2 separate regions of the Pan troglodytes genome follow, and region 2 is linked to region 1. Evidence: chromatin contacts called from public Hi-C data. All regions are on one chromosome and are shown on one strand. Each heading gives the region's core, a stretch centred on a gene start, on an enhancer-like site or on the middle of the called end of the contact. The rest is flanking DNA. Distances are from core to core; before and after follow the strand shown. Region 1 overlaps LOC104005986 (a long non-coding RNA gene). Region 2 holds the start of NKX3-2 (NK3 homeobox 2).

What was found. Hi-C and Micro-C count contacts between places; a contact is called where the count stands out from the background.
Region 2: a Hi-C map of stem cell-derived neural progenitor cells shows a contact between it and region 1, with 1.9 times the contacts expected there. The contact joins the promoter of NKX3-2 here to the enhancer-like site in region 1. A contact is called at or near these places in 2 of 7 Hi-C or Micro-C datasets (induced pluripotent stem cells and stem cell-derived neural progenitor cells) and 1 of 1 datasets of contacts at active chromatin or transcription factors (stem cell-derived excitatory neurons).

What each region holds. Positions count from the first base shown.
Region 1 is chr3:13,714,748-13,717,711 of NHGRI_mPanTro3-v2.0_pri, forward strand. LOC104005986 (a long non-coding RNA gene) reads right to left here. Exons shown (of 7, transcript XR_008547441.2): 2 at 2,467-2,518. Among named protein-coding and RNA genes, the nearest start is that of RAB28, 240 kb to the right of the region's middle. Within about 2 kb of position 1,489, at least 2 of the 24 cell types and tissues checked have an H3K27ac peak or open chromatin away from gene starts, as enhancers often do. A contact at or near this core is called in stem cell-derived neural progenitor cells, where this site is marked.
Region 2 is chr3:14,015,320-14,018,207 of NHGRI_mPanTro3-v2.0_pri, forward strand. It overlaps NKX3-2 (NK3 homeobox 2), which reads right to left and starts at 1,547. Exons shown (of 2, transcript XM_003954369.5): 1 at 893-1,547. The coding sequence starts at 1,358.

The DNA.
Region 1 (2,964 bases), core at 239-2,738:
GTGTTGTTCATTAGTCATTACTTAGGTTCTTGATAAAATTCTTTTAATAAGTCAATGGCAAGACTTGCACCATTAATCTTTCTATTCCTAATTCTTAACATAGTACCATGGCATACAGTAAACACTCAAATTACATCTAAAACACAAAAGAAAGAGAGAGGAAGGAAGGAAGACAGAAAAGAAAATGGGAAGGGAGGGGAGGGGAGGGGAGGGAAGGGAAGGGAATTGAAGGGAAGGGAAGGGAAGGGAAGGGAAGGGAAGGGAAGGGAAGGGAAGGGAAGGGAAAAGAAAGGAAAGGAAAGGAGAGAAGCCTGTTACCCAAGCTCACCTCTGAGTTCTTCCCTTCATTTCCACTCTCTGCCTGGGTCAGTAACACTACTTGTTCTTTGTGCAATTCCTTAACTTTGGGGTTCTCTGGATGAAGATGCTGAAGGCATATTTGTAGTACATGGCAAAAAATTTTCCTATATTCTCCCATTAAGAGCATCAGTAAATTAGATTAGTGGTTTTGACATTTTTCTGCCTGCTTGTTGACCTAATCCTCTAAATAGAGCCTCTATATTCCTTTCTCATGGCCCATCTCAGTGTTTATAAGGTGGTAGAAGTTGTGGGACTTACCTGTCGCTGGGCCAAGGTCAGAAAGAGCAAAGCACAGCTTTATTAGACCTTGGAAAAGTTCCCAATAGGAGGCTCCTTCTCACATACATAGGTTGTAACTGGTAAAATATCCTGTAGCAGCTTCTAACTCCACTGAAAAGGCAGACCACGGCCAGTAACCCTCACCTAATATATCAATGTAAATCTTATTTCTATCACCTTTTATTCCTTACTCCTTTCTGTGCCCAAGCTGTATGAGGTCACTAGGAAATTGTTTGAGTTTCCTTCCCCCAGGATGGAAGAACTCACTTCACATTGCTTTTTTTTTTTTTTTTTTTTTTTTTTTTTTGCTACTTAGATTCACTACCAGGTGGGGATTAAAAGTTTTATGTCAATGTTATGGCAGTATCGGAGGCTTCTAGAACCTGAGGTACCTTAAGAAGTTATTTGTCTGGGTTTCTCATTACAGTGGAGGACACAGAGGGTGTACAAGAGAATAAGTCCTCTGTTGTCATTAAGCAGAAGTAAACTGGCTAAAGAAGTACTCTGAAAACTGCTCCCCACATGGTTTTCCTCACTCTGGCACCAGAATCTTAACTGAAATAGACAGTTCTGTTCAAGCAGCTCAGGTGTCTCTAAAGAGCAATGCCTGGAGGGGTCTTAAACTCAGGATTTTATAATAACAGTTAATTTTAAAAGATTGACTTCCATGCTTTACGTTGAAAACTAGCTACAATTCTCTCCATTGACAATCTAAGCTTGTATCCATTAAAAAAACAATCAATTTTAGTTCTTCCTTGCTAAGAAATGTTAGAAAGTTTCTAGCTGGACAGAGTAAAAAAGACTCCCAGCTCTGGTCCACTCTGGATTTTTTGTCTTCCTCCAGGCTATGTTAATCCTCTTAGGGCCTCACATTGTTCTCTTCTCTCGCGATCTGCCACTTCCTTTCCTGAGTCAAGGTCATATTTTCAGCTTCAGCTTGTGCTTTTCTCTAAGCTTTTTTGCTGTGGTAATAAAAGGCTAGTTTTATATTTGACAACTTTTTGTAAAATGGTCAACTGAGGGAGGTCTAACATACAAATGGATTTGCTCCATTGGCTGGAAGCAGGGTGACTTGATATTTCCTGTATAATGTTAATAAGCATTTGCCTTGTGTGGAGCAAGTCAGAATTTTTCCTATTTAACTATTTCATGCCTCTGCTCCCTGGGCTACATTAGCAGGGAGGAATGAGTCCTTGGGGAGCGGTTAGTACAATAGGTCTTCATTTCTAATATAGCTTGACCAGTTGCAATAAGGCTCCAGAAAAAAATTTGCCTAAATTAAAAGAATGATTTCTCCTGGACAGAGATCTAAATCCCAGTCTAATGAGGCTGAGTTCCTTTGAAGAACATTTAATCTGGGTAAGGATATTAACTCCTTACACAAAAGACACTCAGCTAAATAGTTTACAATATTATTTCATTTAATTCTCACAACATCACAATGAGATAGACATTATTATTATTACAAATAAAGATTCTAAGGCTTAAAGAGATTAAGCTGTGCAATACTACACATATGTTAAGTGGCAGAATTAATTCCCTATACACATGTGGTTCTACAGGGAAAACTTAGCATTTAACCATTGTACAAAAATTGTGAGGCACCCATAGGCATGGATAGTGCTGAATCTCTATATTGCAATGGAAAACAAACCTATGCTTTAAATGCAAGTCAGGGTATTTAGAACACACTGGCAGTTTCTGGACTGCCAGTTTAGGTGCCGTCCTCTTAGAACTGGCTAGTAATCTCTTAAATACTTCCAAATTTGATATCTCTGAGCTATTTATCTTCAGTCTTTCAAAGTCTCAACACTTTTGCAAGCTTACCTCTTGATGAGGGTAGAGATGAAAGTAGAATGTGTTAGACACCAGGGTTTATCTGTAAAGGGGAAGGAGAGGTTACGACTTGGGTGATTAAGTGGGGGTAGGGGGTGTATCCTGATGAAAGAAAATCGTGTCAGAAAACTCAGCTGGATGTCTTCAAGATCTGAAGACACAAACATGTGAACCACTTTGCCTTTTACAAATTCCTTTTGCTTAAACCCATCTTGGCTTCCTATTTTCTACTCTCTAATTATTCTCAGTCCCAACTCATTACACTTTTCATACGGGATTCCATACTTCAGACTTATTTTATTCTGATTTTTTCTGGGCAGTGTTCCGTGTATGCCTATTAAATCTAGTTGAATTTTAGCATTGATGAAGTAGTTTAGTCCCATACTGATCTTCTTCCCAATTGTCCTATTCAAATTGAGGCATTGAAGTCTCCAACTATTATTATTGATTTGCCTGTATCTTCCTTCAATTTTGTCAGTTTTTGTTTCA
Region 2 (2,888 bases), core at 297-2,796, 300 kb after region 1:
GGATTGCTGTGAGAGACATGGAAACAGGCTGAGCCGAGGCCTTAGATGAGAGGATGGACTGGAGAGTAAAGAGGGAGGGTTGCCCCTGCATCGAGTTTTTGGACCCTGATCCCACACCAGCTTCTCGGTCTCGTACCCGCCCTTCCGAAGAACTCCAGCAGAAAGGTCCAGCGGTCCCCTGTGCTTGAGGCCTACAGAAGCTTGTACCCAACTAGGGCAGGCACCCGGGTCTTCCAGACCACAGGACAGGACAGGCCACGGCTGAGGAGGCCTCTCTCCTGCCTCCAGGATGAACTAAAGACCCAATCCGGGATCCTCGGCCTAGGGCTGCTCTCCCAGACCTGGGGTCTGAGAAAGCCAAACCAGCCCTTTCCCCAAAGCTCTAGTTCTGCAGATTCTCAGCTCTGGCCCACTCGGAGGTGTTCTTCACCACCTATCCACCTACTGTGGGGCCCGGCCCTGGGACCTTGAACTGGCAGGTCTCTGGTCCAGAGCTAGGTCACTGGCTACCTGAGGTCTCTGAACCCCTCACTTTTCCGCTTCCCTGATTTTGGGGATTTGGGGACAGACACGGCAGAAAGCACTGGCGACGAACTCAAAGACTCCCGAACGCAAGGGGCAGCGGTTCTCCCAACCCAGTCTAATGCACATTGGCCCAGGATGTCTCAGGCCTCACCCCAGGACGCAGGGCTCTGAGGAGCTACTCCGGTCTCTCGCGGGCTCAGTTCCCGAAGTGATAGAGCAGCTCGCGCCAGAGCGCAGAACTTCGGGATTTGGCCAGCCTCCGAGCCCCAGGGCGCAGGGTGCTCAAGCCGACCACCCCACTCGGCGTGGTTGCCCTCCGCGTCCATCCCCTCAGCCCGGCCCCCATCCCCGCGAAGCCGCAGCAGACCTGAGACGCTGGCGGACATCTCGCTGTCGCTCCGGCCCGCGGCTTCCTCCTCTAGGTCTTTGGAAGCGGCCAGCTCACAGACCGGCTGGCCGAGGCTTAAGGATCCCCCCGCGAGGCCGGCCCCGCTGGCCCCCCGCGCGTCCGCGTAGCGCCGCCTGCTCTCGTTCTCCTCGCTGAGCGCGGAGTCCGAGTCCCAGCCTTCTGGGCTCTCCGCAGTCCGCCCCGCAGCTGTTCTGGTACCGGCAGGAGACGCCAGCAGAGAGTCCTCGGCGCCCCCCAACGCGCCCGCGTCCCTCTCCCCAAAGAGCCGCCAACAGCAGACAGCGGGAGCCGCGGCCATCGATGCCGCTGTGCCCCCGGGCGCCGGGCGCCCCTCTGGCGCGGCCAGCCCGCCGCGCTCCTCTTTCTTGTTGAGGATCGCCTGGATGGAGAAGGGCGTCAAGGTGTTGGCGCCGCGCACAGCCATCTGCGCCGCGGGCCTGAGCGGCCGGCGGGGCGGGCAGCTGGGGCGCCGAGCAGCTCCGAGCGGGACAGAGAGCGCCGGCGGCCGCAGCGCGAGTGAGCTGGGTGTGCGAGGCCGCCGCCGCCCACTGCTGCGCGGCCCAGCAGCCCCCGCCCCACTCCGTCCCAGGATCTGCGCCGACCCTCGCCCCCACCTTAGAGGCCCACCCCGCCCGGAGACCCCCTCCCCCCGAATCCAGAGCCAGACGCTCTCCTTTCGCAGCTCAGCTGGATTATCTCATCGCTTCTCGCCCTTAGGGGCGGGCTGGGGTCTGCCCCCTCGGGGGACGTGAAGGAGGATTGGCGGGGGCCCCTCCGTGGCAGCAGTCCCCTCCCGAGCGCCGCCGGGGCGCACGGCCCGAGTCACTTTTTCTTTGCGCGTCTGTCCCTTCCTCGCCTGCAGGATTTCGCTCCTGGCCCGTCCTCCCCTTCCCTGCTGGGCAGGCTCTTCCGGAGCCCACCCCCGGCGGCGGCGGCGGCAGCCGCGGCCGCGGCCGCTGGATTCCGAGAGGCGCGGGGCACCTTTTTACCCCCTGCCCTGGTTTTATCTGTTTCTTTTCTCTTTCCTTCCCTTGCGTTCCACTGTACCACCCCCCTCCCGCCCGGGTGTCATTCCTCACTGCTGAGTGACAGCCTGAGGCCACACCCCTCCACTGGGCTGTCCCGGGCGCTCCCGGCCGTCCATTGGCTGGCTCCAGTTGGGCGACGTTGACTTTAACAGACAAAACTGGGCACGTTGCGCCGCTAAAGACAGGGTCTGACTTAACCCCTTCTCTCCTAAGCCTGGTCCTCGAAGCACCCTCCAGCAACAAGGAGGCTCATCCGCCCCAAACCACGTTTCTTACCTCTGCAGATGTATCCACTTATTCCAGCGCTTTAACAGAACACTGATACTAAGTTGAGTCAAATCTGCGGAGAAAATCCAAGATAATGCAGTTCCATAAATCATGCTCGTAGTTTCTGTTCTCTAGGAAGGATTATAAACACGAAGAACAAAATGCATCTTTTTTTTTCTCCCTACAGTTTCGCCGCTTCTTCATTGCTAATGCTCTTTGCTGAAATGATCAGTTAATTAAGATCACTCTAGAAATATTTTTCTTTCCTCGTCGTCTTTGATTTGATTCGATTTTTATAGAGGAATTAGAAAAAAATGGTATAGTTAGAACTAAAGTCAGGAGAAGAATTGAAAGGCATCTTTGGGAGAATTTATGTAAATTTTATGGTCGTTTCCCTGGCAGACCAATATTGAATTTAATTGGAGTTTGTTAAGTTTTGCATCAGGAAGAAAAAAAACCTTTCAATTTGTTTTTTAAAAATATCTCTTACTTGTGAGTTGAATAAAATTATAAATAGATATGTTTGTTTGCTTAGAAGTATACCTAGGAATTACCATAAAGTGATCCAGAAGTGACAACACTTTTTGCTCTTTAAAAAATAAGAAATGCATTGTATTATGTAATAGTAGGAACCAAGCTAAGAAACACAAATATTGTGG